Linked DNA regions of Callithrix jacchus: region 1 is linked to region 2. Evidence: chromatin contacts called from public Hi-C data. All regions are on one chromosome and are shown on one strand. Each heading gives the region's core, a stretch centred on a gene start, on an enhancer-like site or on the middle of the called end of the contact. The rest is flanking DNA. Distances are from core to core; before and after follow the strand shown.

Region 1 (2,700 bases), core at 198-2,697, 63 kb before region 2:
CAGGCCCTCCCACCCTGCTGTGCTCAGGCATGCCAACCAAGAAATCACCCCCTCCCTGCTGTAACAGCTTTTCCCTGCCGAAACTGATCTTCCCAGCTTCCCACTGATGTAATCGCATTCCCGCACTTTTCAAGTTAGCCAGCTGGGTTGAGCTTAGATTCTGCAGTCCAACTCCAGCTAAAGGAGGCAGGACACAGTAACAGGTTCAAGCTGCATTAAGAGATAATAAAAACTCTTGCTCTCCTTTGTTCTATGTGTGCTTGCCATCACTCCATCTGCGAGTAGCACTCTTTCTGCAGAAAGTAAATTTGCCTTGCTGAGAGATCCTTTGTCTCACTGCTGATTCTTCTTTGCAGCACCGAGCATTTGTTCCCAACGAATTTGGTGGCCCATATGGGGACTTCATTCTCCCCCTGGGAAAAGAGTCTCTGATCACCTCTCATGAGGAGATGCATCCTGCTGCCTCATTGTGGTGACCTCAGGGGAAAGGAATCGAGACTCACCCTGTGTGATGAATTAACCTGGACTCTCAGCAACAGGGGAGAAAAGGCTTTTAACACCATAGTGACCAGGTAACTCTGTGCACAGACCAAGGTAAGAAGTGTCAGAGGAGTGGCAAAGTATTTCCTTGGTGGTTGGGAGGTTGAGGGGGGAAGATTCTGGAGGTTGAAAGTGCATGTGGAGTGAGTGAGTGAGTCCATTTTGTGGTTCCATGGTCACCTCATACGGCTCCTCGAAGCAGTCTGAAGCAGTCCCTTGAGGGAAGTGGCCAGAGCAGAGGAAGTGAAGAGAGAGCTGTGCAAGAAGCCTCCATCAGGTGGGGTTAAACCTCCAGAGAAGGAAAGGCAAGAGACCTAATAGGAGAGGTTGAGCTTTAACAAAACCCCCAGGGAAAGAGAAGGCAAGAAACTTCTGATAGGAGAGGCTGAGACTAGGCAAGCCTCCAAGGGAAGGCAGGGCAAGAAACTTCTAATAGAAGAAGTTGAGCTCCCACCCCAACCCTGCAACCAGGAGTGTTAGAAACCTCCAGTAAGGGGGGTTGAAAACTCCACGGAAAAGGCCCATCCTAGTTGGGCACCACCCCAAACCTTCAAGATGGGAAATGTTTCAAGTAAGACAGGGAAGATAAAGAGCCAATCAGATGATAAAATTCCTCCTGTTACTCTTCTGGAACTTATGTTAAAATATTGGAAAGATAATAAATATAAAAGAATCAGCAAATGATAAAATATTGTTGTTTTATTTGGACTTGAGAGCCTATCCTCAAACCCTCAATTTTCTGGCCAAAATTCAGGTCCAATGAGGAGTGGATTTGTCAGCTTTTAATAGAATGTGTTAATGACAAGACTGCACAATCTAAGCTGAACCCGATTGGATAACTTGAAAACTGCAGGAATACGGGTTATATCTGTGGGAAGCTGGGAAGATTAGTTTTGGTGGGAAAAAGCTGTTACAGCAGGAAAAGCTCTTATAGCTGAGAGGGGGTGATTTCTTGGTAGGCATGCCTGAGCATAGCAGGGTGGGAGAGGCTGATAGATTGGCAAGCAAGATTAATTTAGGCAAAGAACAGGGAAATAAGACTTGAGGACAGATGGAACAAGGAAGTAAAAACCTGTTGGAGAAGAACACCTTGTTTGTAACAAAGTGAAACTCTTTGGAGAGGAACTGTCCAAACTACTTGTTTTAATAATTTTCCCCCTCTTGAATGTATACACTTCCTTCTTCAAATGTATTTAATGTGGCTTGAATTTGTTGTTCTTTTTGATTATCTAGAAGCAAAAGTTTGTCTGAATAGGGTGGGGGAGAATTGGGAAAGGTTTTAGTGAGAAAGGTTTTAGTGTTTTTACCTTGGGCAACAAGAGACTGCTACATTGTGGTGCATTGGTGAGACTGTAACAGTGGCAGAGAACCATCCTGCTAAAAGTAAAGCCTCTTCCCCAGGGGCAGTCCACATCTAATAAATGGTGAGGGGATATAAAGGCTTGGTCCCTTTACCTTAATTCTGAAGGTCAATCTAGTTCTAGAGAAAGCTAGCATTCCTATGGGATTGGCCAAGACCTTTGTTGTGACTGCATGAAAGTTCTACCTCCCCCATCCAATTATGCTTCCTTCACTCCCTCTGCAGGTATTGCTCCAAGATTTCTCCCCAGTAAACATCTTAAATGAACATTTTAATCTCAGGGTTTATTTTCAGAGGGAATCTGCCCTATGACTCAAGAGTATAAATGCAAATATATGAGTTTTTATTGAAGACAGTGTACATGTAAAAAGTTGTAAATCTTATAAATGTCCCCAAATACAGAATTTATTTTATGAATTATGATATATCCATAACATGAAATACTGTAGAGCCATTCAGAGTAATATAGATACATGTTGACTTGGAATAGGATGGATTTTTGTTTTTTTGTTTTTGTTTTTGAGACAAGGTCTCACTCTGTCACCCAGGCTGGAATGCAGTGGTTTGATCATGGCTCACTGCAGTTTCACCCTCTTGGGCTCAAGCCATCCTGCCACCTCAGTCTCCTGAGTAGTTGGGGCTACAGGCATGTACCATCGCACCCAGGTAATTTAATTTTTGTTTTGTTTTGTTTTTTGGGAGAGACAAGGTTTCTCCTACAGTGCGCAGGCTGGTCCACGTGCAAGCCACCATGCCTGGCTAATTTTTAAAATTTTTAGTAGGGACAAGGTCTCCCTGTG
Region 2 (2,700 bases), core at 24-2,523:
CATATTCGCGTTCCTACAGCTGTAGATGTGAGATATGGTGTTAGGAAGAGAAAGAAGTAAAGAGGTTGTGGGAGGAAGGGCAGATGTTTTACTGATTTCCTCTTTGCCCCAAGAACAATGCATACAACTTCTGAAGGTATACTTAGCACTTGGATTATAGCTTCAGCAGATCAATATATTTTGGGTTATTTTTCCATTGGCACCTCCAGTTTATATGGTTTTATCTACTTTCTCTTATCCTCATTCTTTGTGACCAAGAATATGGTTTAGCAAGATAAGTGGCTACAGAGAAAACCTTACCTATTCATGCAAGAACAAACCCAGGATGTCAGCTTTTCTACAGTAACCAAGTAAACAAGACATAGAAAAATATTTGAGGACAGCAGGCCAATGTAGATACCAAGGGGTGCATGGCAAAGCTCTAGCTACAAGAGAAAATTGAATCATCTCCACATCATCCCAACACATACTTTTGGATCAGGATTTTCCCCAAATGCTTTCTCCAGTGCACCACCCTGACTCACAATAAGAACATCTTTTGACATTGTGGTCTAAAACACTGAGGCTGTGACCATGAGAAAATTGCTTAATCTCTCTCAGCATATCTCATCATCAGTAAAATGACATATAATACCCACCTCTTAGGGATGCTATGAAGAATAAATGGGAAAGTCAATGTAAAGTCCTATAAAAAGGCCGAGCACAGGGCACATGCTCAGCAAATGTTGGCAATTACTGTATTAATTTATTACTATTTCCATTTTTCTTGATTCCCTCTGCTTCTGTCAATCTGGATAAAATAATGAATGGCTACACTGAGTTGTATATATTATTGACCCCCTTTTATTTCGTAGAGCTGTGTTCCCAATAAATTGGAAGTCTGTTTTTAAACTATAAAATATCTCAGCTGCTAGATCCCTAGAGACTTTTTTCCTCTCCAAATTGCATAGAATTTTCTTCCTTGCATGTCACTATCCTTCAAAGGACTTGGCATTTTGGAGCTCTCCTTCTCTTTCCTTGCAAAGCCAACAATCACAGCTGACCAGGACTTCAATTCTTCAAATGATTTACTTACAATAAAATGACCTGCCTGTGACTTGATATTTTATTTTAAACAGCTTGTGGTTATGATAGAACAAGAAGCCCAGACCAAAAGGGACTAGGAATGCTTACCCAGCTGCCAGGACCATCAGCAGGTCAGGAAACACCCCCATCCCACTGCCATGTGATTTCCTATGAAGCAGCCATTTCCCTTAACACCAGAGCAGACTATGCAGTGACAATGCTCCAGGCAGACATTTGGAGAAGATGTGAGTTTTCGCAGCTTATGGTGTGATCAGTATAATAATGGTCCATGCCTTTGACTTGTCCTGTGAAGGCCTTGAGTGGGGGCAATGATCTTGAGTAACTTTGTCTCACCTCAAGGAGCTAGTACTGGTTGGAAAATTCGAGAAAAGGGCCCACATAGTTTGCCAAAAACTGTGACTTCCTCATTTTCTGAGAGGCTTTTGAGATTTTGTAATATGGTAATTTTCTAATAAGAGATGTTTGGAATACTTTTTTCTATTTTCTTAGGAAATGACAGTGTTTTCCATTTTGAAATAGACTAATCCAGAGAGATCCCCGTGCTGAGAACACACCAGCAACCTACTTCTCAAACCCATTTCTAAGTGTAAATACCTGCAGTGAGGCTGGGCTTTCCGAGGTGGTACCTGGACCGTGCTCTATAACCTGAGTCCTGGGAAGCCAGGGCTTTTGGCCCATTTCAGGGCAATATTGGGAGCAGGAGAGGCCACCACAGGGAATAATGAGATCACAATAATTATGTGTTCACAAGGCAGTGAAACTGGTGATTTATAACTAATTTATTGGCAACCACTTTCTAAATAAAATATCCAGGCACTTATTGACAGAAATTAGGTAACAGGAAGCTAACCACTGATTGAACAGTGTGTTTTACAATGAGAGTGTTAAGTTATGTTTACTTAAAAATAAATCTTGAAGGAGAATAAGGGGTAAACTTGGAATTGTTTTTTTGAGATGAAGTCTCCGTCTGTCACCAGGCTGGGTGTGATCTTGGCTCACTGCAACCTCTGCCTCCCAGGTTCAAGTGATTCTCCTGCCTCAGCCTCCTGAGTAGCAAGACTACAGGCACACACCACCACATCCAACTAATTTTTGTATTTTTAGTAGAGATGGGGTTTCATTATTGGCCATAATACTCTCCATCTCTCTCTCTCTTTTTTTTGATACAAAGTCTTGCTCTTGTCCTCCAGACTGAAGTGCAATGGCATGATCTTGGCTCATTGAATCCTCTACCTCCTGGGTTCAAGCAATTCTCCTGCCTCCGCCTCCTGAGTGGCTGGGATTACAGGTGCTTGTCATCACACCGGCTAATTTTTGTATTTTTAGTAGAGACAGGGTTTCACCATGTTGGCCAGGCTGGTCTCGAACTCCTGACCTCAGGCAATCTGCCTGCCTGGGCCTCCCAAAGTGCTGGGATTACAGGCGTGAGCCACCGTGCCCAGCCAGAATCTTTTCATAACTTCCCCAAAACATCACACTTCCCTGACATTAATTGATAAAGTAAAAGATTACAGAGAAACTAATGTAATTGGTTTTTAGAAATTTACATAAAATAACCATGACAAGAGACTATGCCTGAAGTATTCCATTCAAACATCAAAATTATCTCTTGCT

Evidence for each region. A called contact is a pair of places that touch in the nucleus more often than the background predicts.
Region 1: a contact with region 2 is called in a Hi-C map of induced pluripotent stem cells, with 4 times the contacts expected there. The contact joins two enhancer-like sites. A contact is called at or near these places in 3 of 3 Hi-C or Micro-C datasets (induced pluripotent stem cells and skeletal muscle).

What each region holds. Positions count from the first base shown.
Region 1 is chr8:55,423,243-55,425,942 of calJac240_pri, reverse strand. No RefSeq gene overlaps it. Among named protein-coding and RNA genes, the nearest start is that of RNASE1, 10 kb to the right of the region's middle. Within about 2 kb of position 1,447, at least 5 of the 16 cell types and tissues checked have an H3K27ac peak or open chromatin away from gene starts, as enhancers often do.
Region 2 is chr8:55,360,149-55,362,848 of calJac240_pri, reverse strand. The region is part of intron 1 of RNASE4 (ribonuclease A family member 4); the gene reads right to left. Among named protein-coding and RNA genes, the nearest start is that of RNASE4, 16 kb to the right of the region's middle. Within about 2 kb of position 1,273, at least 3 of the 16 cell types and tissues checked have an H3K27ac peak or open chromatin away from gene starts, as enhancers often do.